Linked DNA regions of Mus musculus: all the other regions are linked to region 1. A link is a contact called in public Hi-C and HiCAR-type data. All regions are on one chromosome and are shown on one strand. The core of a region is the stretch at or near the end of the contact, and the rest is flanking DNA. Distances in the headings are between cores, read along the strand shown. Region 1 holds the start of Rnf20 (ring finger protein 20). Region 2 holds the start of Tmeff1 (transmembrane protein with EGF-like and two follistatin-like domains 1). Region 3 holds the start of Erp44 (endoplasmic reticulum protein 44).

Region 1 (2,700 bases), core at 109-2,608:
CTCGTACCGTTGAAGAGACACCTCCTAACTTAATTGTTTCCACGGTGGTCCCTGAATCTTCAACAGCTGTCTTCTTCTCTGGAGGCATAGATGTGCCCGGCTCTCCAGCTGCTCTTTTATTTCCAATTCCTGACATCTTGGTATAAGATGACAGTTATATTTTTCTGAATGAAAAAACAGAAACAAAAATAGAAAACATGAACTGAATCAAGATAAGCAGACATGCCACAATATAAAGTACCTGTATATAAAAACTAGTAATTTTTTTCAGGCCAACTCTTTAACCTAAATCAAATAATTCTACGACAAAACCCATCAACCCTAAATCAAGAGAGAAGGGGGAGGGGAACTGTTGAGGAATGGGATTGACAGGATTATAAATTTCTACACAAGATGCTAATAACAAATAAAATTCTACTCAAATAATAGAGAAGCTATGAATAAATTTCAGGATTCTCACTTCCTGAGATGCCAAAAACAAAAAACTAAAAGAAGGAGAGTTTATTTATGACAGAGGTTAAGGTTAAAGTATTAGGAGACTTGGGGCAAGAGACGTGGGAAACATTAGCTAAGTCATTAATCCTATACAAGTCAGTTATCTCTGAATCTCGGTTTCCTAAACGAAGGACAACAACATGTTGCTAGACTTACTGCAACAAATGGATGGCATAGTTATAGAAACAACTTAGCATAATGTCAGATGAACACTAAGCACCCAGAAATGCAAGCGTTCTCTTTGCAGAGCCTTGTAAACGCTCCCTGAGCAGTTAGTTCTCCAGATGTCAGACGTAGGTGAGCACCCCAGCGCTTCCTTTGGGGAGCCGGGCTGCCTTTAGAGACCGAACCTGCCAACAATCCCCGTTTCTTTATCTGTTCAGACGGGATGCTCTTTCAGTATTTCCTACCTGACTCTGGTTCCGAAACTCACAAGGAGGTGGAATGGATGCTAGATGGCGAGCACCGCGGCCATCAGGGGTCTACATCCAGCCGGCTTCCGATCCAAACTCCGGGACGAGGCGTCAATGGCAAGCAGCAATCTGGGTTGGACCTCGCCTGCAAAGAGAGGAGACGGGAGCTGAGGAGAGAGCGCAGCTTGACTGGAGAGCGCTGGCCGCTGGCTCCGGCGTGGCTAACTACAGGCCGGGAAGATGGGACCCGAGAGTCCTCGCCGCTCACGGCCCGGGAGCAGCAGACGACAGAGCAAACCTGGGCTCTGGCAACTCCCGCCGCAGGGAGCGCGCGGCTCCCAGCGCTTCTTCACGAAGGCCCGAGAGGGACTCCAAGGGATTCACTTGGGATCCGCTGCGAGAGGGACTGAGCTCCACGGAGGCGGAGGCACGGAGAGGAAGTAGGGAAAAGGAAAAGGAAGTTGCTTCAACTTTACCCGAGGCACGGCGAGGAGAGGGCGGAAGTGACGTGTGGGAGACCGCCAGGCGGAAGTGACGCGTGAGGAGGGGGCGCAGTCAGTTCTGCGTGTGCGCTGCCGCCTCTGTGTTGGGATGGGCGGGGACTGTTTCAGACTCCAGTCCCAAAGTGACCGGTCTCTTCAACGCGAAGCATTGTGTACGGTTTTTTTGTTTTTTGTTTTCTTTTTTTTAAGGTCCATTATTATTACTGACGGAAAGCGTTTTGTTTATGTTTTGTGTTGGGGGGGCGGTCCTATCTCATCCAAGCTGCTAATTGGTTGATGGTCCTGTCCATCTCCCAAAGGGCAAGCGCCCTTACCTGAGGTGTGGGTGGAGCACTCTTTAAAGAGATGAAATAGCCTGCGTAAAACTCAAGGAATTTGACCGATTTCTAGTTCTGTGTAGTTTCCTTAAAGGGGATTCCAGCACGGCGATGGTAGCACTCGCCTTTAATCCCAGCACTCAGGAGGTAGAAGCGGGCTGATTCCTCTGAGTTCAAGGCTAGCCTGGTCTACAAAGCGAGTTCTCGTACAGCCGGAGCTACACAGAGAAACCATGTCTTGAAAAACCAAAATAAATAAGCACATAAATACATACATACTATGCATAGAAACCCTGCCTCAAAATAAATAAATACTACACAGAGAAACTCCTGTCTGGGAAGGCCAAAATAAATAAGCGGGGTCTCTATTTAGCACTACCTGCAAATGACACTCAGCTGGAGAACTTTAGTCTCTTGTAGGGTTAAAAAGTCACCTTCGCCGGGCGGTGGTGGCGCATGCCTTTAATCCCAGCACTTGGGAGGCAGAGGCAGGCAGATTTCTGAGTTCAAGGCCAGCATAGTCTACAGAGTGAGTTCCAGGACAGCCAGAGCTACGCAGAGAAACCCTGTCTCAAAAACCAAAAATAAAAAATAAAAAAAAAAATAAAGCCACCTTCATCCCATCCCATCTTCCCCCTATGGATTCTCATCACAGGTTTGGAAACTACTGCTTTAGTGTTTGGAGAGGATAAGATACTGACCAGAGACACTGGGGATGGGGGGGGGGGGGTCGGGGGGGGGGAGGAGGGTGTTAATTAAGAACAAGTCAATTAGTCTGTAATCTCAGTACCCGTCTTAATATGATTTTTTTTTAATGTGTGCATAGGTGTTCGAGTGCCCACATGTAAAGCTCAGAGGACAACTTTTGGAGCTAGGTCGTACTTCGAAGGCTCGGGTCTCAAGGGCTGAACTCGGGGTGACAAGCACCTTTACCCACTAAACCATCTTGCCAGGCCAGTACCAGGATGTTTA
Region 2 (2,700 bases), core at 89-2,588, 1.0 Mb after region 1:
CTCCCCTGGCTGCCAATCTTCCAGGTCCTCCTGCAAAACACACACACCACCATTGCCTCTCTTTCTACACCACTTTAATTAACCCGGGGTTACTCTAGCTACACAGGGGCACTCTCTGAGACCTAATTACCTTTCATACCCAAATCCCACACAAGATGACTCCCTAGCTCCCTCCCTCTGTCAAACTGGGTTCACTACTGGGCTCTCATCTCTTCACCCTATATACGTACTCCAGCGTGGTTACCTGAGCCTCAGGCTTTGTCCAGACACAACCAACAAAACACTTCCTGGGCCCTCCTGGGACTCCCTGCTGCCCTGATGCACAGAACCGTGGACAGATTTGGTCCCCACTGCACCCCTGAACCCAAAGGACAAACATAACCACTCCTTCTTTTTACCGGCATTACCCCTCTTAAAACCCAGGAACTCTTAAGAACCTCCCCACCAACACATGGTCAGTTCTCAGGCCCTTATCCTCAGTCCGCCAGTTCCTCACCATCACACTCACACACAAACACACACACACGCACACACTCCCCTTGAAGCCTAGCCGTCCTCCCTCCCTTGGGGCTTCACAACACTTTACACGCGCTTCCACGAGCAAACCCAGGATCACTGCTCCGTCTCGCGGAACCTCACCAGCTCACCACGCCGCAGGGCCGCCCTAGTCCCGGCCACTCGACACCTACGGACCCACAAACGACCACTCCCCATCCCCAACCCAGGTCCCCAAAGCCCGCACCGCGAACTCTCGTCCTGCCCTCCGCCCGGCCCCCGGGACTCCTCAGCACCCTGGTCCACACCGGGTCCTCCCGCGGCCCAGAACGGCGGAAGGGAGGAGCCCCAGAGGCGGGCGCCGGCGGCTCCTACCTGAGCAGTTGCTCTTGCCTCTGCCTCCCGGACAGTCCCCGCCGCCGCCCGCGGGCTGGTTGGACGCGCGGCTCCCGGGCAGGCAGAAGGCGAAGAGCAGAAGCACCGACGTGTAGCCGCAGACGGCGAGCGGGGGCGCGGCCGGCAGCCGGAGCGGCGCCTGGGCGCCCATGCTGTCGCGGCCGCACGGCGGGGAGCTCAGGGAGCGGCAGGCCGGGCACACCGGCCCCGCGCCGCCTCCTAGCAGCCGTGCAGCCGCCCGGGGCAGCCCCGCAGCATCCCCGCCAGGCCCCGGCCCTCCGCGCTCGGGACAGCCTCGTTGGGAGACCCCGGCGCGGGCGAGGGGCGCGGGCGCGCGAGGGCAGGGAGCGCGCCGCGTGGGGAACACGGAGCTGGGGCGCGCGCGGGGGGCGCGGGGCGGGGACGGACGCAGCTTCTAGCTCGCAGGCTCGCCTTCCCTTTGTGTCCGCGCGGCTGTCGCCGCCGCGTCACAAAGACCCCGGCCCGCCCGGTGAGGGGCGCGTGACGGAGCCGCGGGCGGGGAGGGAGCGGCGACCCCGCCCCGCGCACACCCCCGGCGCCGAGCTCCGCCCCTCCCGGGGAGCCATTGTTCCTGAGGCGGGCGGGGGCGCGGGCCGGGGTCGCCGATCCCTCCGGCTGGCCGGACGGCGCCGAGGATACTGGAGAGAGCTTCGGGACGGTGTCTCAGAAGCCCTTTGTGAGCCTTTCCCACGCGCCTTCTAACCCTGCACGAGCTCGGGTGGTCTTTCGTGTGTTTTCCAGGTGGAGTTAAAGGCAAAAGGTGACTTGTCCAAGGTCAGTCACATCCCAAGAAATGGGCAGGATCGGGATTGGTACCTAGTGCTCACTCCCGCTGTGCACTTCTCCGGGGAAAAGGCTTAATCCCCAAGACTCGCCCCACCGGGTTCCTGGATAACTACATCTCTCGGCTGAATCTTTAAAGTGCGTTGCCCTTTCCGCGCATAATAGCAAAGATTTAGAGCGGATTTGCTATATCCAAGGCCTAGAGGAAGCTCTTAGCCTGTATCCTCTCCAGTTCTATTTCACAGCCCTACAAAGGAGTTCCCATACTGGTTTTCTGCCTTCCCCAAATCAGGAAGTTGGGACCAAGAGTCTTCCAGCTGTCTGGAGCCCAGTACAGTCCTCTGCAGCCCTCACCTTGCTAGATGATAACTTTACACAGGCAATAAGACCATAGGCCAAATTTTTGGAAATTTTCCGCTTTGTTCGAAGTCTGTTATTGTTGCCCACTTCAGAAGGAATTCTAGAATTTCATTGTAAAATTAAGAAAATTGCAAAAAGGACACTTGAAGAAAGCTACAATCTAAATACAAAACAAACACTGAACATAGAAGTAAAGACAAGGAGGCTTTGAGAAGTCCAGGCAAGGGAGAAAGCTTTGGAGACCAGCAAGAGATAGCCGGCAGCTGAGAGCCCAGGCTGCTTTTGCAGAGGCCCCAGCTTGGATTCCCACAGCATCACAACCATCTGTAAACACTGTACCAAGAACTCTCTTCTGGCCTCAAAGGGCAGTGTAGGCATGTGGTATAGATATGCATCAAACAAAACACCCATATACATTACAAATAAACTTATTTTCAAAAAAAATTTAAAGCCACTAGCAACAAAGGGAAAGATATTTAAACCAAAAAGTTACCCCTCTGGATGATTATTAAAAAGTTAGAAAGACTGACAAACTTAGCACTATTCATGCATACATTTTGGAGGGCGCGGCAACCTAAATATGAAGAAAAAAACTAAATTTGTTTTCCTAACAATACCAATATTGGAATTTTTGCTTTAGAGATG
Region 3 (2,700 bases), core at 21-2,520, 1.4 Mb after region 1:
TCTTCTTCTTCTTCTTCTTCTTCTTCTTCTTCTTCTTCTTTCTCCTCCTCCTCCTCTTCCTCCTCCTCCTTCTTCTCCTTTAGCAGAGATGCTCATTTCCTTGTTGTCCCCACCCCAATAAATAATTTTTTATAGAAAGAAATCAAAGCCACTTTGTTAGTGCTTTAAAATGTATCATCATCATTAAATAATTATAAAATAAGCCTGTGCAATAAACACTCTAATTACTGCTATGCAAACGTAGTGGTGCTGAGCTCACACACAGAAAAAAGAAATTCTGCTTAGGAAGAAAGATTTGGTGACTGTGACAGATGTCAGGGGAATCAAATGTCAGAAGTGGTGACACTTGAGATGGCAAGCCAGAAAGAAAAAGGGTAAGGCCACTTCAGGCAGCAGGAAGGCTGAAGCAAAGAACTGGAGTAGGGAGAATCACAAATGAAGAATGCCTCCTAAGTAGTGATGATGTGGCTAACTTTCCAGGCACGTGGATCTAGCTGGATGTTCACAGAAGATTCTGGAAAGCTACCATACACCAAGTTAAAATCCTTTATTACTTGGTTACTTCGTAATTGTACTGTAAGAAGTGGTCACGGCCACTTGGGCACTGCGCTTTACAGTTTACAGCATGCTTTCCCATCCCTGTTCTCTTCGTTTCACGGACCCTCTGAAACAACCCTGGGTAAGTGATTGACCGAAGCCCCAGTGGTGATTCTCCTTATATAACGGAGGAAGTAGCACAGAAAGAAGAGGCAGCAGCTTGGAGGCCAGGGATGGAGGCTCAGGCCACACCTCAGATCAGGCGGGCCAAGAAAACGCAGCAGCAGCCCGGGGCGGTGCTCTCCATCCTACCCGAGCCGCCGATGCTGGACCGCTTCCTACTCACCCCTGACTCCAAGAATGGCGTCCCGGGGCCGCCCCAGGAGGCACAACCCTCACGGGGCCGCCCCTACCGCCAAGCCAGGCCACTGCGCCCACAGGAACAGACCCCAGGACACTAGAGCCCGGGAGCTCTGAAGAAGTAGCCTGGGGCTCCAGGCTGCACAGCCCTCTGGGAATTGTAGTTCCCGTCCCGGAGGCACAGAGGTACGCGGTCCCTTCCAATCCCGAAGAGCCCCGCGCACAGATGGCTTGGCCGTCGTGGGCACAGGGCTTACTGGGAAAGAGAGTCCCAGCTCTCCGATGACATGGTCAATGAAACTACAGTATGGACTACATTTCCCGACGTGCTTCGAGATGGGCAGGACCCGGAAGTGAGGGCGTGAGAGGCCTCTCTGGAAGTTGTCCCGGGTGTTCGCCGCTGGAGCTCCGGGTCGAGAGGACGAGGTGCCGCTGCCGCCGGCCCCGGAGCCCAGCCCTTTTCTAGCCCGGTCCAGTCCCAGCCGCCACCTCCTGACCCCGCCGTCGACCCCGTCGTTACCATGAATCCTGCGGTCTTCCTGTCTTTAGCAGACCTCAGATGCTCCTTGCTGCTCCTGGTGAGTGTATGTCGGGGTGACAAACCCTCCGACTGTGTCCCTGAACGCCTCCCGCCCTCCGCGAGGGGGAACGGTGCAGCCCCCTGCTTGCCTCGACTCTCCTCCGCTGGCGAGGCGTGCACCCCCGGGCACTACCTTCACTTTGGCCGTTCTTTTGGCTCCTTAAGCCTGCGGTCCACAAGGCCTGCGAAAGCACAGTCAGGGCTTGGAACCTGCAAATAGGAGAATTCGCCTTGGGGGGAGTGAGTGATCCGTGGGAGGGAGGTCACCGCTGAGGCCCCTGGAGTTCGTTTCAGTTTTGTGGACGTTGAGGACCTGCTTGGGGCACCAGAATCCTAAGGGACCTAGGGTACACCTAATGTTTTCTCCCACATGGAGGGGCGTTAGAAGCCGACAGGTGTTGGGGTCGTGTGAATCTCTCTCTGGATCCTTGAAACCGGCTGGCAAAGCCCTCTGTTGTGGCTTAATGTGATTGGTTGGAAACCCGGAACTGGAGTCTGGTTTGGTGTCGACTGGGAGAATAGGAATTTGAAAAGGTGGAGGATGTGATTATCTGACAGGCTCTGCTAGAGCCTCCTGCTAGCCTTGTTGCAACCTCTGCACCCTAGAAGCATACATAAATCTTGGTCAGTGCTCTGAACTGGAGAATAACCAGCTCTCCTGCATACCTAGGTGCTTGGTACTTCCCTGCCTGCCCAACACCATCCCATCTTAGAAAAGAATCTTCCCCCAGTTCTTCTTCTGAAGTCTATCTTGAGTATGCAACTTACTTGGCCTCTTCTTAAGGTCAAATTGAGACAAAAACTGAAGGTCTAACTCCATATGTGAACATGAGAGGAATTTAATTGGACCGTAATGACAGCATTTGAGAATACTTGAATTGTGGTAGATTCTTAGAAAGCTAAGATTAGCATCATTGAATATAAATTACTTTCTTCACAGCTTAAGAATAATAATTAACTTGCAAGAAGCTGTGTAGTTGGTTACAGGCGAAACTGAGTCTAGAAATAGATTTCTTAATTTGTAGTGTGTATTCCCCCGTATCACATAAAAAGTTTAATGTCTGCACTTAAAATACTTTTCATTCTCATTATGGCTTGAAAGCCATTTTTTAAAAAGCTATATATAATACTCTGCTTTTTTCAAAATAAAGTAGTGTAAACTAAATGAAATGAAAATAGTTCTGAAGGCTACAGTTGTGTATAAACGAGGCCACATATGTCTT

Evidence for each region. Hi-C and Micro-C count contacts between places; a contact is called where the count stands out from the background. HiCAR-type assays count read pairs that join an accessible place to other places.
Region 2: a contact with region 1 is called in a HiCAR-type map of astrocytes, with 3 times the contacts expected there. The contact joins the promoter of Tmeff1 here to the promoter of Rnf20 in region 1. A contact is called at or near these places in 2 of 39 promoter capture datasets (embryonic stem cells and stem cell-derived epiblast-like cells), 1 of 484 Hi-C or Micro-C datasets (cortical neurons) and 3 of 115 datasets of contacts at active chromatin or transcription factors (astrocytes, embryonic forebrain and embryonic stem cells).
Region 3: a Hi-C map of uterus shows a contact between it and region 1, with 4 times the contacts expected there. The contact joins the promoter of Erp44 here to the promoter of Rnf20 in region 1. A contact is called at or near these places in 1 of 39 promoter capture datasets (embryonic stem cells), 2 of 484 Hi-C or Micro-C datasets (CD4 T cells and uterus) and 1 of 9 other capture datasets (liver).

What each region holds. Positions count from the first base shown.
Region 1 is chr4:49,630,718-49,633,417 of GRCm38.p6, reverse strand. It overlaps Rnf20 (ring finger protein 20), which reads right to left and starts at 1,358. Exons shown (of 21, transcript NM_182999.2): 1 at 1,207-1,358; 2 at 906-1,053; 3 at 8-164. The coding sequence starts at 136. It overlaps Gm45952 (predicted gene, 45952), which reads left to right and starts at 1,466. Exons shown (of 2, transcript NR_168526.1): 1 at 1,466-1,563; 2 at 2,555-2,700.
Region 2 is chr4:48,583,812-48,586,511 of GRCm38.p6, reverse strand. Tmeff1 (transmembrane protein with EGF-like and two follistatin-like domains 1) reads right to left here and starts at 1,338. Exons shown (of 10, transcript NM_001356272.1): 1 at 871-1,338. The coding sequence starts at 1,042.
Region 3 is chr4:48,278,159-48,280,858 of GRCm38.p6, reverse strand. It overlaps Erp44 (endoplasmic reticulum protein 44), which reads left to right and starts at 1,270. Exons shown (of 12, transcript NM_029572.3): 1 at 1,270-1,475. The coding sequence starts at 1,419. It overlaps Invs (inversin), which reads right to left and starts at 1,099. Exons shown (of 17, transcript NM_010569.4): 1 at 884-1,099.